Regions from separate parts of the Mus musculus genome. Here regions 2 and 3 are each linked to region 1. A link is a contact called in public HiChIP or PLAC-seq data. All regions are on one chromosome and are shown on one strand. Each heading gives the region's core, a stretch centred on a gene start, on an enhancer-like site or on the middle of the called end of the contact. The rest is flanking DNA. Distances are from core to core; before and after follow the strand shown. Region 1 overlaps Nap1l4 (nucleosome assembly protein 1-like 4). Region 2 overlaps Kcnq1 (potassium voltage-gated channel, subfamily Q, member 1). Region 3 overlaps R74862 (expressed sequence R74862).

The links. HiChIP or PLAC-seq counts read pairs in DNA pulled down with a chosen protein or histone mark.
Region 2: a contact with region 1 is called in a FOXA1 HiChIP or PLAC-seq map of pancreatic cancer cells. The contact joins two enhancer-like sites. A contact is called at or near these places in 2 of 39 promoter capture datasets (the HPC-7 cell line and cranial neural crest) and 5 of 115 datasets of contacts at active chromatin or transcription factors (embryonic basal ganglia, embryonic limb bud, kidney and 2 more).
Region 3: a FOXA1 HiChIP or PLAC-seq map of pancreatic cancer cells shows a contact between it and region 1. The contact joins two enhancer-like sites. A contact is called at or near these places in 3 of 115 datasets of contacts at active chromatin or transcription factors (embryonic stem cells, fibro-adipogenic progenitors and pancreatic cancer cells) and 4 of 9 other capture datasets (adipose tissue, embryonic stem cells, liver and 1 more).

The regions. Positions count from the first base shown.
Region 1 is chr7:143,515,249-143,519,596 of GRCm38.p6, reverse strand. Nap1l4 (nucleosome assembly protein 1-like 4) reads left to right here. Exons shown (of 16, transcript NM_008672.3): 15 at 712-747. The coding sequence ends at 717. Among named protein-coding and RNA genes, the nearest start is that of Gm23297, 14 kb to the left of the region's middle. Within about 2 kb of position 2,061, at least 5 of the 459 cell types and tissues checked have an H3K27ac peak or open chromatin away from gene starts, as enhancers often do. A contact at or near this core is called in pancreatic cancer cells, where this site is marked.
Region 2 is chr7:143,178,805-143,183,102 of GRCm38.p6, reverse strand. Kcnq1 (potassium voltage-gated channel, subfamily Q, member 1) reads right to left here. Exons shown (of 16, transcript NM_008434.2): 3 at 247-373; 4 at 1-6. Among named protein-coding and RNA genes, the nearest start is that of Gm28821, 40 kb to the right of the region's middle. Within about 2 kb of position 2,127, at least 62 of the 459 cell types and tissues checked have an H3K27ac peak or open chromatin away from gene starts, as enhancers often do. A contact at or near this core is called in pancreatic cancer cells, where this site is marked.
Region 3 is chr7:143,023,018-143,027,074 of GRCm38.p6, reverse strand. R74862 (expressed sequence R74862) reads left to right here. Exons shown (of 5, transcript NR_110354.1): 5 at 3,757-4,057. Among named protein-coding and RNA genes, the nearest start is that of Tspan32, 19 kb to the right of the region's middle. Within about 2 kb of position 1,439, at least 7 of the 459 cell types and tissues checked have an H3K27ac peak or open chromatin away from gene starts, as enhancers often do. A contact at or near this core is called in pancreatic cancer cells, where this site is marked.

The sequences.
Region 1 (4,348 bases), core at 812-3,311:
CTCATGGGTCATGGAGACTATACTACCTGGTGAGCCTCGGGGTGTTGGCTATTCATGCTCTGTGAGCAGAGGATGGACACATGGTCACAGTACAGTTGGCAGGGACCAGGGCAGCTTGTCACATGCATGTTCCAACTTGGTGCACCTTGGCTTCTGTGCTGTGCTTGTCTCACATAGCCTCCATTGCATCCCCTCTCCCATTTATTTCTTCTTCCTGTTGTTTTCCCTTTGCCTTCTGTCTCCTCTCATATCCCCGTTTTTGAAGAGAGCCTCTCACCCAACTTATCATGAGATTAGTAGAAAACCCCACAAACACTTGACCTTTTGCATTGTCTAGGGGTGGAAAGAAGCTTCAGAAGTAGGCAATGGGGGTACAGTGTAGAGCTGTTGTTGCAGGCAACCCAAGGGGTGGTCCTTCTGTCCTTAGGTCAAGGTGTGATTGTTCTGTGGCTTCATGTGCACCCTCCAAAGTGGAAGGTAACTAGAATCATCACTAAAAAACTGCACACAGTGTTGTCTGGGAGTTGTTTATTGTAAGAGGGAATAAAGTTTGACCTCGGGAAGGCATGCAGCTCTGGTGCGCTGAAGCTGCTCCTACCCCTACTGGAAGCTCTTGTATCTTGAGAATGTGGCTGTTGCCTCCTGTATAATTTTGTGCATTTCATTTTCTTTCATGCTGACAGTTCCTTTTCAATTTTTTTCCCCATTTAGGTGTAATTTTTGTGTTAATCATTCATGCGTTTCTAGGTAAGGTGGAATCTGTTCATACCTAACTTCCAAATTGCTGTCTGTAATTGATTCGTTGATTATTTTGACTTCTGGGACATTGAAAGATGTGATCCATTGCATCGTATAGGAGCTGGGGCTGCCTCTGGGCCTTGTGAGTGGCACTTGTACTGGCTCCACAGTTAATGCATTTGTAAAACCAGCAGAACAGTGAGACTCAGCTCCTACCTTCAGGGCCTGGTGTTTTTGATAACTGCGCAATGAGCTGTGCTGTGGGGAGCATTGTCACTGGTAACAGAACAAGAGCCTCAGGGGTCACCCTGGACAAAAAGCCCTGATAGAAAAATGCCTGTTGTCTACACTGCACCAGGCTTAAAGACACTATGTGACTGTAGTCGCTCTGGATTTGTCTAGGTGTCTACCAGGCATTGGGTAGACCAGTAAGTGAACAAAACGATCATGTCAGGTGGCCTGGTGTACCTGCCAGCATGGCCACTATAAAGCCCCATCTCAAGATTTGTTTGGAGGATGACAGAGCCAGTTGTGGACACAATGTAGGGCACCTTGTTTTCCCTGTTTAGTTTGGAGATCACACTCACCTATAAGTAATTAGCAGCGAGGGGAGGCCCTTGTCAGTGACAGAGTCTTCCCTGTGGGGTGCTCACAGCTTTTGCACATATCTAATGCAGTAAGAAAAGGAAGAAAGGCCAGGCAGAGTGGGAGGCACCACAAGGATCTCATGTGTAGGCTCCTGCCTTTTTTTATTTGTAGGCAACAGTTTATAAGGAATTGTCCAGAGTGACAGGAGTCTGACAGAGCCTAGTCCTGTTGTCTTTGATGGGCTCACTCTGGGCCTTCTTCACTCTAGCTGTTAGGTACAGTTGACTGTCAGTGTTAAAACATTCCTCTTTATCGAGGCCATAGTAGCAGAACTATGGTGCATGTCCACTTGCTGGTAGCTTTGGTGTGGGCCTTGCCCTCTAGTGCAGCTGACATAGTGGAGTATATAAGTGACCTCAGCTCCACCTTTCTCAGGCCCACCATGCTTTTGATAACCCCACCTCATGTAGGCCTGTGGTGATCGAGGTTTTGACCGACTTAATGCATTTTAAGTGCTAATGTTGAGGGGCCGGCCAATTTGTCATTAAGATTTGTGATGTAGCAGAAGCTACAGTTCAGTTGGCAATTTAGTTTCTGACTGTGTCACAGGCCAAAGCCAGTGTCCCGTTTGCAAAATCCCCTTCAAGGGCTTGTTATCCCAGTAGTAGCATAAGTGGACACTGCTGCCTACTGCCTGGCATGGGTGGGGTGTGGAGCTGTGGTTTCCTTGTGTAAACCTGCTGCCTCACTGTTCTTACCTTTCCAATGGCCTCTTCTGCCACCCTAATAAAGATTATTCTCCTCGGTAGCTTCATTACCTAAACTGCTATGGCTTATGTTTTGGATTTTTACATCCTCGAGTTTTGGTTTTTTTTGAAGACAAAAAATTTTACATTCCTGTGGTCAAAATACCACTTCCTTTAAGTAACAGGATAAAGTTCAGGATGCCTATGTTCTGAGGCCGTGGTAGGGAGGCACCTAATCCTTGCCCACTTGTTTTTTACCTGCAATGCCTTTATTTTTCTGTGCTGGGGGAGACCCCCGTTGCATCCCAGCCCCTAGAGCTCCCACTCCTTCCCTTGTGTGCATTGCTTGCCTTCTTCTCTCCTATCCCTGCTGTACTCGCTTGGGACACCCTGCCTCTGATGCTCTCTAGGTCAGTAGGTTAGTGACCATGACCACTGTGTTGACTACCTCTAGATCTAGCCTTGGCTGTCTTTTGACAGCTCTTGCTTGATTGGCATCTGAATTGAGCTTCTCTAGAGAAACAACTGATAGAATGAATCCATTATAAATGGGATTTATTAGAGTGGCTTATAGTCTGTGATTCAACTATTCTAGAACTGACTGTCTCCCAATGGAAAGTTCAAACATTTGATCCTTACTTGGTCCACAAAGTTGGGTGTCTCAGCTGGTTTTGTGTATATGTCACCATCCCAAAGAAATAGGCTCTAACGCCAGTGAAGGAATGGACTTGCCTGACAGTGAGGGCAAGCAGGTAAAGAGCAGAAACTTTCTTTCTCCATGTCCTTTACATAAACTACCACTAGGAGCTGTGGCCTAGGTTTAAGGTAGGTCTTTCCACTTCAAATAATCCCATCAAAAAAGTCCCCCACAGGAGTGCCCAACAGCTTGGGTTTGAGTTAATTCCACATACAGTGAAGTTGACTGCTGAGAATAGCACAGCATCTCTGGGCTTGGGTTCCTTGTTGACTTACAAGGCCCCTGAAACACAGGGGTGGGAACCATAACCTGGAGGGCTTAGTTATATCCCTGTGTTCTTCTCAGGCTGGAGAGATGGCTCAGTGGTGAAGAGCACTAGTTGTTCTAGAGGTCCTGGGTTCACTTCCCAATATCCACACAATAGCTTACAACCATCTGTAATTCCAGTTACAGGGGATCTGATACCTATCCTCACACAGACACAGCATACATAAATAAACTTAAATTGGAAAAAGTAGAGGTCTAACCAAGCCAAGATTCTCTCGTGTGCCTCAACATTGTATTTTTGCCCCTGAAGTGTGATGCTTCAAGGTGGATTCTGGTCTCATACCATAGGTACTTCTGGTGTTAACATACATGTGATGCAGGTTTTTCTTAGAACACACACAAACTCCCATAGCCATAGTCAATCTTTTTTTTTTTTTTTTTTTTTGGTGGTAGTGGTGGTGGTGGTGGTTTTTTGAGACAGGGTTTCTTTGTGTAAACAGCCCTGGCTGTCCTGGAACTTGCTTTGTATAGAGGCTGGACTCAAACACCAGAGATCCAACTGCCTCCACCTCCTGAGTGCTGGGATTAAAGGTGTGTGCCACCACACCACACAGAATAGCTTTTTAATAAATGTATTTTATCAGGGCTAGAGAGATAGGCTTAGCTTAAGAGCACGGGCTGCTCTTCCAAAGTTGAAGTTCTTGGCATCCACATGGCAGCTTACATTCAGCTCTCTGTAACTAGTTCCAAGCAGTCTGACCACCTCCTCTTCTGACTGCTGATGGCACTAGGAACATACATGGTGTGTAGACATACATGTAGGCAAAACACACATTTTATCTTAGCATTCAAGATGCAGGAACAGGCAATTTCCTGTGAGTTCAAGGCCACTCTGGTTTACAAAGTTCCAGAACAGCCAAGACTACATAAGTGAGACCCTATCTCAAAGCAAAAGAGTAATTTTTTTTCCCCAGCACTTGAGAGACCAATGCAAGCAGATCTTTGTGAGTTCAAGGTCAGCCAGGGGTTCATACACAGTCCTTCTCTAAAAATAATAGATTTTTTGATGTGGTGCTGAGGACCAAGCCCAGGGCCTCGGGCATACCCGACAAGTGCTACGCTGCTAGGCTGCATTTCTAGTCTTTGTTACTTGGAGACATGAGCCTTGCTGTGTGGGTCAGACTGGCCTTGAGCATGCATTGCTCTGCCTCAGCCTGGAACCACTGTGATTTGAAGTTGTAGTTCCCAGGGATTCTGGAAATCAGGCGAGTTGAGTACATATTTTAGCTCTGAGGCAGCAGTAAGGTCCTTG
Region 2 (4,298 bases), core at 878-3,377, 340 kb after region 1:
TGAGGTCTGTGGGAGGGGCAGGGGGTCATGACTTCTGGTAACCAGGAATCTGGGGAGGGTAGGCTACCACCCACACCTGAGGGTTATGCCACTAAAGCAAGATGGGACCCAATAACCAAGGGCACAGGAATAATCTAGGGGTCTCCATCCATGGAGATTCTCTGGGGATGACTGTAATGGGAATGTCCTTCTGGACCCATGAATGTGTGGAATGGAATGTCTGCAGGATGTGTAGGCAGGACTCACCAATGATGGAAATGGGCTTCCGGGCAAAACGTAGCCGGCCCCAGATGCCCACGTACTTGCTGCGGCAGCCTGCAGACCAGAGGCGGACCACATATTCTGTCCCAAAGAACACCACAAGGACAATCTCCTGAGAAAGAAAGCAATAAGCCTGTGTTAGAGGCTATGACCACTCAGGCTAGAGCACCTACACCAAGCTACCATGCCAGGAGCCTCTGCTGAGACACAACCGTGACTAGCAGGCTCAGGTATCCATCTGTGGTAACTCATAGTACCTATAACAACTGTCCAGAGAGGTTAACACACTGAGCCCAGGGATGCTAAGAGTAGACAGTGTCAGCTGTTATTTGCTGGGGAAGACTCCACACCAGGGTTGGGGTTTAATGATCTGGTCTGGTAACATAGTGCTGACATTTGTGTTGTCTAGCTTCATGGAATCAACAGAGCTCAAGTTCTATATCTGAAAATGAGGGTTCAAGGACATGTGTCTTTTGAGGACTGTCTCCCTTAGAGCATAGCTCACAGCTCTGCCTCACACTGGAGACACCGTACCCACCATCCATAGCCTCTATTGAGGTTTGGGTACAAAAGTCCCCCCAATCCATCCAGAGGCAGTAGAGGAATCAAGCAAGGGCACGGGCAGCAACGGATGTGAAATAACTCTCCTAGGTCAATTCACACAGACCAGACCTCTCCCAATGTATCCACATACACTCTGAAGTCAGAGTGCACTGAAAGGGAGGCTTTACAAGCTAGAGAAACCCAGGCTGTCATCCAGGTTACTTACTGCAGTGGATGGACAGATCAACACAAAGGTGGATGGATAGAAGAGGAGATGGGTGAGTGGACAAATGGATAGGCATGTGAGTGGATGGATAGATGGATGAATGGAAGAATGGATGGATAGGTAGATGGATGGATGAATGAGAAGGTGGGAGGATGGGAAAGTGGAGAGATGGACAGATGGATAGATGGACAGATGGATGGATGGATGGATGGATGGATGGATGGATGGACGGATGGATAGATGGATGGGTGTGTCGATGGTTGGTTGAGTAGATGAATAGGAAGGTAAATAAATAATTGCAGGTGACTGGTGTGAGAACCAAGTTAAAAAAAAAAAAAACAAAGTGGATCCATTAGCTCTCTCAATAAAAACAGACTCAGCCTCTGACCATGATTTATAATTCAGCTAGCAGCAATCTTGGGGCCTTCCCAGTCTGTGACAGCACTGGGTGAGAGCAACTGTACTGCTTTGTGTTCACACAGCCTTGACACAAACTGAAGGGACGGTCGCTGGCGGCCTGGCAATCACCATGAGAGAAGTCAAGGTAAGCCTGGGGCCTTGCCTTTGATTGGTGAATAGCCTCTCCTTCCCTAGCCTTCACTATCTGCCTCTTCAATGAAACACCCAAAGACCTGTCACATGCACAGTATCTGGAGGGTGAGGCATTGGCTGGCTTGCTATGGCATAGTGATGTCAGAAGGTCTGGTCTGGGATACCCATACTCTGCTGCCAGTTTCCGTTCTCTCCCAGCTCTTGCCACAGGGTCATTGTCAGGGACTGGCTGCCCTGAGTGAGAATCCCCTTCCTGCTTGTTCCACCCCTGGGCAGCTCAGGTCTGATCCTCAGTCCTGCTATGGCGTGAAAATGTGAGTAGCCGCACCACAAGTGGGTGATGGGAGGATTTGAAATAAGTATACATTCCATGCGAACTACAGCCTATGGTGGCCTCCAGGTCTCCAGCCCTGTCCCAGACCTGTTCCCCAGCTCCCAGCCAGCCTTCTTTGGTATGAGGCCCTTGGGGAAGGCCTGGGGTGAGGAGGTGAAACCACTCCCACATATGTTAGGGGACTGTGCAAAGCCACAAACCCGAGAAGCCACAAAGCATTGTGCTGCTCAGGCCTGCTTCCAGCTGGCTCCCTGCCTGGCCTCCCTCAGGAGCCTGGCCCTGGAGGGAACTTCCTCTTTGAAGGGTGACACATGCTGGCCCTGCCCCCACCTGTCGGCTGCTGGAGAGTCCACCATGAGTGAGGGCTGAATACTGCACATCATATATAAATGCTTTTAATTAAGACAAAATAGTACACCACCTGGCTTGTGTTTTGGGCATGAGCAGTGACTGATGGAAGGAGTGAGCTTGGGAGATCATAGCTCCTTCCTTGTGAGAAAAGCATTTGGCCCATGAAGTGAACTCATTGGGAATGGGGGGGGGGTGGCTATGTGTGGGAGAGCGAGAGAGTGCTGGCAATGATGGGCCCAGTTTGGCTGAGCATACCAGGGAGGAGCCATAGTCTCGTTCACTCCAGTCAGAGCTCAATATTGGCCTGTTGAATGAATGAATGATGAGTGAATGAATGAACGGGCAAATGAACAATCTCTGAGCAGCTGGCTTGCAGGGATATTGATTCATCTTTGTTTCTTGAGAATCTGGGTCTGTAGGGCTGTTGCCCAAAGTACTGTGTGTATCTTTGGCCAACATGAAAAACATACTCCCAATCCCCAGCACAGGATATGACTTCATGGGAGACAGCATGCCTGACCATGAGAAGTCCCAATATTTAGTTACAGTGCTAGCCCAGGCAGAAGGCCTCTGTTCCAATTTCATGGCCATACATCACCCAGCTGGCTGATCATCTAGTGAGTTTCTCTCATTTGCAGATGTTTGTCATTATTCAAATATCTCCTTAGCAATGGCTTCTGATGGCTACAGGTGCCCCCTGACCTAGTACTTGGAGGGAAACCCATTTTGGAATTGGCTATGTGAAACAGCAAGATCCCCTTACACAGATCTCCAATTCAGCATGTGAACACAGTGTGAAGCCTGGATTCAGCGGACTTGAGCCCCTTCATCCCCTGAAAATGTCTGGCTAGTTATGTCCAGGGCAGGCCAGGCTGAGTTAATCAGTAAGGCTCAGGGGCTTCTAGGAAAGAGACATAGGAAAACAACCCTGTCCTAGGTAGAATGTAGCCATATCTAGTGTTTAGACAGAGATAAAATGGTTTTCACCAGCTTTGCACATATACTGGACCTAGGAGGAGTAGCCCTCAGACCAAAGGTCACACTGGAACTCCAGTGAAGAATTAGCATTTAGCAGTAGTGTGAGTCTGTAGGAGACACACTGTGGGGGACAGTTTAATTCAGGTAACAACACCCTAGTCCATAGCAGGGTTAGTGGGGCGAGCTTAGCCCTTGTATAACAGACCACAGGGTTGATACCAGCTGTTGTTCCAGCATAGTCACCCCTGCTCAGTCAGGGCCAGGCCTGAAGCTCACCTGTCTTATAGACATAATCCAAATGCAACCCCAGTGTTGAATGATAGGCCTCAAATTTCTCAACAGAACACATAAATACCTGTTACCCCTCCCTCACCCCCATGCCTGCTCCTGCTGTCCACTTGAGGTCAAAGGTTATGGGCTATCACCCAAAGGGTCTCATGGCCCAGTGCACCCAAAAGCCTCCCTAGACCCCAGACACATTGCATCCTCTGGGTTCTCCATGTCCTCAGAGGCTTAGTGTGTGGGGTGTACTCTCACCCCCACCTTCCAACCCCTTGCCTATTTAGACCATCCCAGCATCCCCCAGACCTTGTAACAGCCACCTAAAAAGCTAGCATGCTCCCCCCACCAATAAAAGTACCAGCCTAATGCACCAGTATTGTCCAGCTCCCTAAAGGGCCTCCCTGAGAAATCCACATGCTGCTGCCAGAACCAAGGACTCAAGGCCAGGGGACATTGATGGAGTGTGGCCCTGAGCTCTGTCCCAGAGATATAAAAGAAAGGGCTGTCCTTGGGCCAATGAGCTTGGGCTGAGACAAAAGGCAAGAGAACACAGTGGCCCCTCCCACCATGACCATTGTTCCCTGTACTAGAGTTAGGCTAAATCCTGGCTGCAGAGGGCTTTGTGGCTGAGACTCCTGCGTCAGGGATAAACAGCGAGCACAGAGCCTGCAGCTTTTCCTGTATCCACCAAGGCAGGAACCCTGTGCCTCTTTCTATACACAGGGAGGAAAGCCCATGAGAATAGGAGAATACCTGCCCAAGGATTCATGG
Region 3 (4,057 bases), core at 190-2,689, 490 kb after region 1:
AGGAACAATGTTTATTGGCTTGCTCCTCATGGCTTGGACAGCCTGCTTTCTTATACAACCCAGGACCACCTGTCCATGAATGGTGCCACTCACAGTGGCCTGGCCCCTCTTCAATCATTAATCAAGAAAATGCCCCACAGAAATTGCCTACAGGCCCATGGGATGGCAGGTCCTTCTTTCCATGTGACTTTAGTTTGTGTTGATGAAATCTAACCAGCACCCTTGCCTAGTTATTCCTCACTTGGATAAAACATGCTCACAGCAGCAAGGTTTCGAACCCGCATCTGGGCAGCATGTCCTGGGCCAATAGTTACTTCTCTCTGTGTGTTGTGGCCAATAACTGACAAACATCAACTTAAAGGAAGAAGGATTTGTTGTGGCTCACAGTTCAGAGAATGTAGCGTGTACCTTGACAGAGAGCCCCTTGGTCCATGGTGCTGGCTAGACAGCAGAGAGATGGGAACTCCCAACTCAGCTGGCTTTCTCCCTTTTACTTTTTATTTAGTTTGGAAGCCCGGCCTATGGGATGGTGTGGCCACATTCAGGGTGTATCTTCTCTTGTTAGTAACACCAGAAACACCAAAGGTACTTCGTTAATGCCCCCCAAGTGCTTTATTTTTAGTTTGTATTTATTTATTTGTATGTGTATGCCATGAAGAGAGTGGAAGGAGCCGCCCATGATGGCACACAGCTTTAATCCCAGCAATTGGGAGGTAGAGGTAAAGGGACCTCTGTGAGTTCCAGGATGTTTATGGGCAGCACTGTGATCTCTATGGAGATACACTAGCATCCCCCATGAACCAGCAAGACAAGATGCATTATCCCATCCATCAGTTGACAGGAAGCACAGCAGGTGGCTTGTGAAATGGAAACAGACATGGCCAAAACTTGTGCAAACTTAGTTAACCAGCAGAGAAATGGGAAATCAAACCCAGAAAGCAATAGCAATTTATACCAATGACTGACATACACAAGTTCTAAATGTGTAAGTAAGAGCACATATGGACCGGGGCACCCGCATGTGGCTGGTGCATTTTCAATCTGTAACCAACACTTGGGAAACAATTGGCAGCTTCCTTTGGGGTGCAAGCTGACACCTGCCAGTGACTCAGTCTCCTGTTGTCCACCACCCTGAAGGAGGTTGCTTCTTTAGATTTGTGAGATGTTCTGGAGGACTTTCCAGTTGTCTTAATGTAAAGCCACTGGCTCCCTTTTATCTGTGTTGACATTCTTAGCAAATGATTTTACCCTGTGCCCTATATGCCTTTATTTCTTGCTTTTCTCTGGCCAAGCTATTTTTTTCCAGATCATTGTATCCTGGGATCCTTTGCTCCTGAGCCTGTTAATCTGAGAGAAAGCACTCATTGAAACTGTTCTTGACTCATTCCTGCTGAAGTGACTAATGCCTTGACAAGCAAAACCACTTAGGGAAGAGAAAGGTTTATTTGGCTAGAAATTTCAAGTCACCGCCTATCATTTCAGGGAAGTCAACGCAGGAATGTAAGTAGGTGGTAACATCACATCCATAGTCAAGAGAACAAGGAAATCAACTCGTTCAGGCCTCCTTGGTTGATAGCCCTCAAATAGTTTTCTCTCTCTTCTTATTGTTCAGGATCACCTGCCTAGGGAATGGTGCCGCCTGCAGTGGTCTGGGTCTTCCCACACCAATAGGCAACCAAGACAATTCCTCACAGACATGTCTACTGGCCTACCTGAGCTAGATAATTCCTCATTACAACCCTTGCCAAAATGCTTTAAGTTGGCAATTCAAAGTAACCAGCATAGGATTGCAGAGGGAGCTCAGTAGCTAGGAGCACATCCTGCTCTTTGAGAGAACCAGAGTTTGATTCCTAGCACCTACATTATGTGGCTTATACCCACCTACAACTCCACTTTCAGAAGATCTAACTCCCTTTACTCGTCTTTGTGGGGTCCCACATATATACGGCATATACACATGCGCGCGCGCACACACACACACACACACACACTGGTGTTCAAATGCCCGAGTCTATGGGATGTATCTCTCATTGAAACCACCAAACCAACCAGTTCAAACACTTATGCCACATCTTGAATGCTGTACCAGGTTGAGATTCTTCCAGTAAACAAACACGTTCTCTACTCTTACTTCACTCTCCATAGAACCTCAGCTCATAGACAAGAGCCATCCAAGTTCTTTGCTGCAAGTTAAAGATGCTGGTCTCAGTTTCAAGTGCAATCCTCATTTCTAACAGAGATCTCATTAGACTGGCCTTAACTGACAAAGTTTCTTCTGCCTGCATCCTAATTACAACCATGTAGTCAGTCCTTAACATGTCCTTGCTCTTCCTTGATCTTCTGTCTTCTGTGCCTTTACCAGAATTATCTACATTGCCCCACTCAAAACAGTTTAGTCTCTTTTCCTTAAAAAAATTCTAATTGTGTGTATATATGGTGTCAGTGTATGCATGTAAGACCAGAGAGGGAGTTGAATTCCCTAGAGCTGAAGAAAGGTATGAACCACCACCACCCAGCCTGAAAATAGATCCCCCCTCAGTAATATATTATGATTGGTTTCCTTTCATTCCTCCCAGTTCCTCTTCCCCAACCCCTATCTAGAACCGCCCACTTTCTGTCTCTCTTTAGAAAACAAACAGGCTTCTAGGGGATAATAGTAAAAATATAACAAAGTACAATATAATGAGATAAAACAAAAATTATGTCATTGGGGTTGGACAAGACAAACCAACAAAAGGAAAAGAACCCAGGAGAGGCACAAGAGTCAGAGACCCACTCATTTGCTCACTCAGGAATCCCACAAAGCTCTGTGCCACCATTCCCCTAGCATATCTTGCAGCATGGACACCATTGCAGATCAAAGGGTTTGTAGCTGGGTCGGTATTGATGTTTCTTTTTTGGTAGCATGCAGAGTACCTCCTGTACTAAAGATGCTAGGATGTGGGGATGAAGGCTCTTATAGACACTAGCTTGACTTGTCCATATTCAATGAGTTCTGTAGGTGTTGTCTTCAGCAATAGGGTTTTGCTGTCTCAAGTTTTTGGGGGAGCAACCTACTGTTTTGGCAACAGCCTGGGTTGTTTGGGGTTTCCCATGGGACCCCTTTGGCCAACAACTTAATTAGATGTAACCCAATTCTGTTATTGGAAGCTTCATTTGGTATCAAGAGATGGCCAGATGAGACTGTCTCCCTTATTATTTGATATTTCACTTAGATTGCTTTCATATGTTCTCCCTCATCCGCTTCTCTCCACCCCCTCCCCACTTGATCCTCTTGTTTCAGCACCTCCCCCATCCATTCATAACTATCTTTTCTACTTCCCTTTTTAAATGAGAACTACTTGTTAGTACCAGTTTTCTCTATCAGTTGGCATTACATCACGATGATGAAATACCTGTGCTTTTGAGGAAATTAATTTTGTTCATGATTTTGAAAGGGCAAGGTTAAGGGGCTTTCCTCTGGTGATGGCCTCCTTGCTTCAGAGTCCTGGGACACCAAAGGGCATTCCCACAACAAGAAACAGGATGAGTGTAAATCAGTCAGGAAACTTAAGGGGCCTTACCCTTCAGACCCTATTATCACATCATCTTGACCTGTGGGCATGACTGTTAGGGGGTTTATGTGGAAAGACCTGGCCCACTGTGGGCAATACCATTCCCTAGGCAGGTGGTCCAGAACAATAACAGGAAGGACAAGGTGATCTGAGAGCAACCAAGCAAATAGACCTGCATACATTTATTTCTCTCTGTTCCCAGGGGCCCTGTTTCTGAACACCACAGTCAGATTAAGTTTGTATCCTTTTAATCCTCACAACGAAGATCAAACTTGGAGACAACATTAAACTTCAATTCAACTGCATCCAAATCATATAATTACTAAAGGACTAATCTTAAAGCCAAAGGCAGAAGAGCACGGGGAGGCTGCCCTGGGATTCACTGAAGTTGCCATTCATACAGCTAATGATCAGGGGCACTCTGTGGAATGTGACTTCTTAGGAATCATTTAAGATCGCATTGGGAGATTGCATTGCAAAATTACATGGTGTCCTGTGGCATA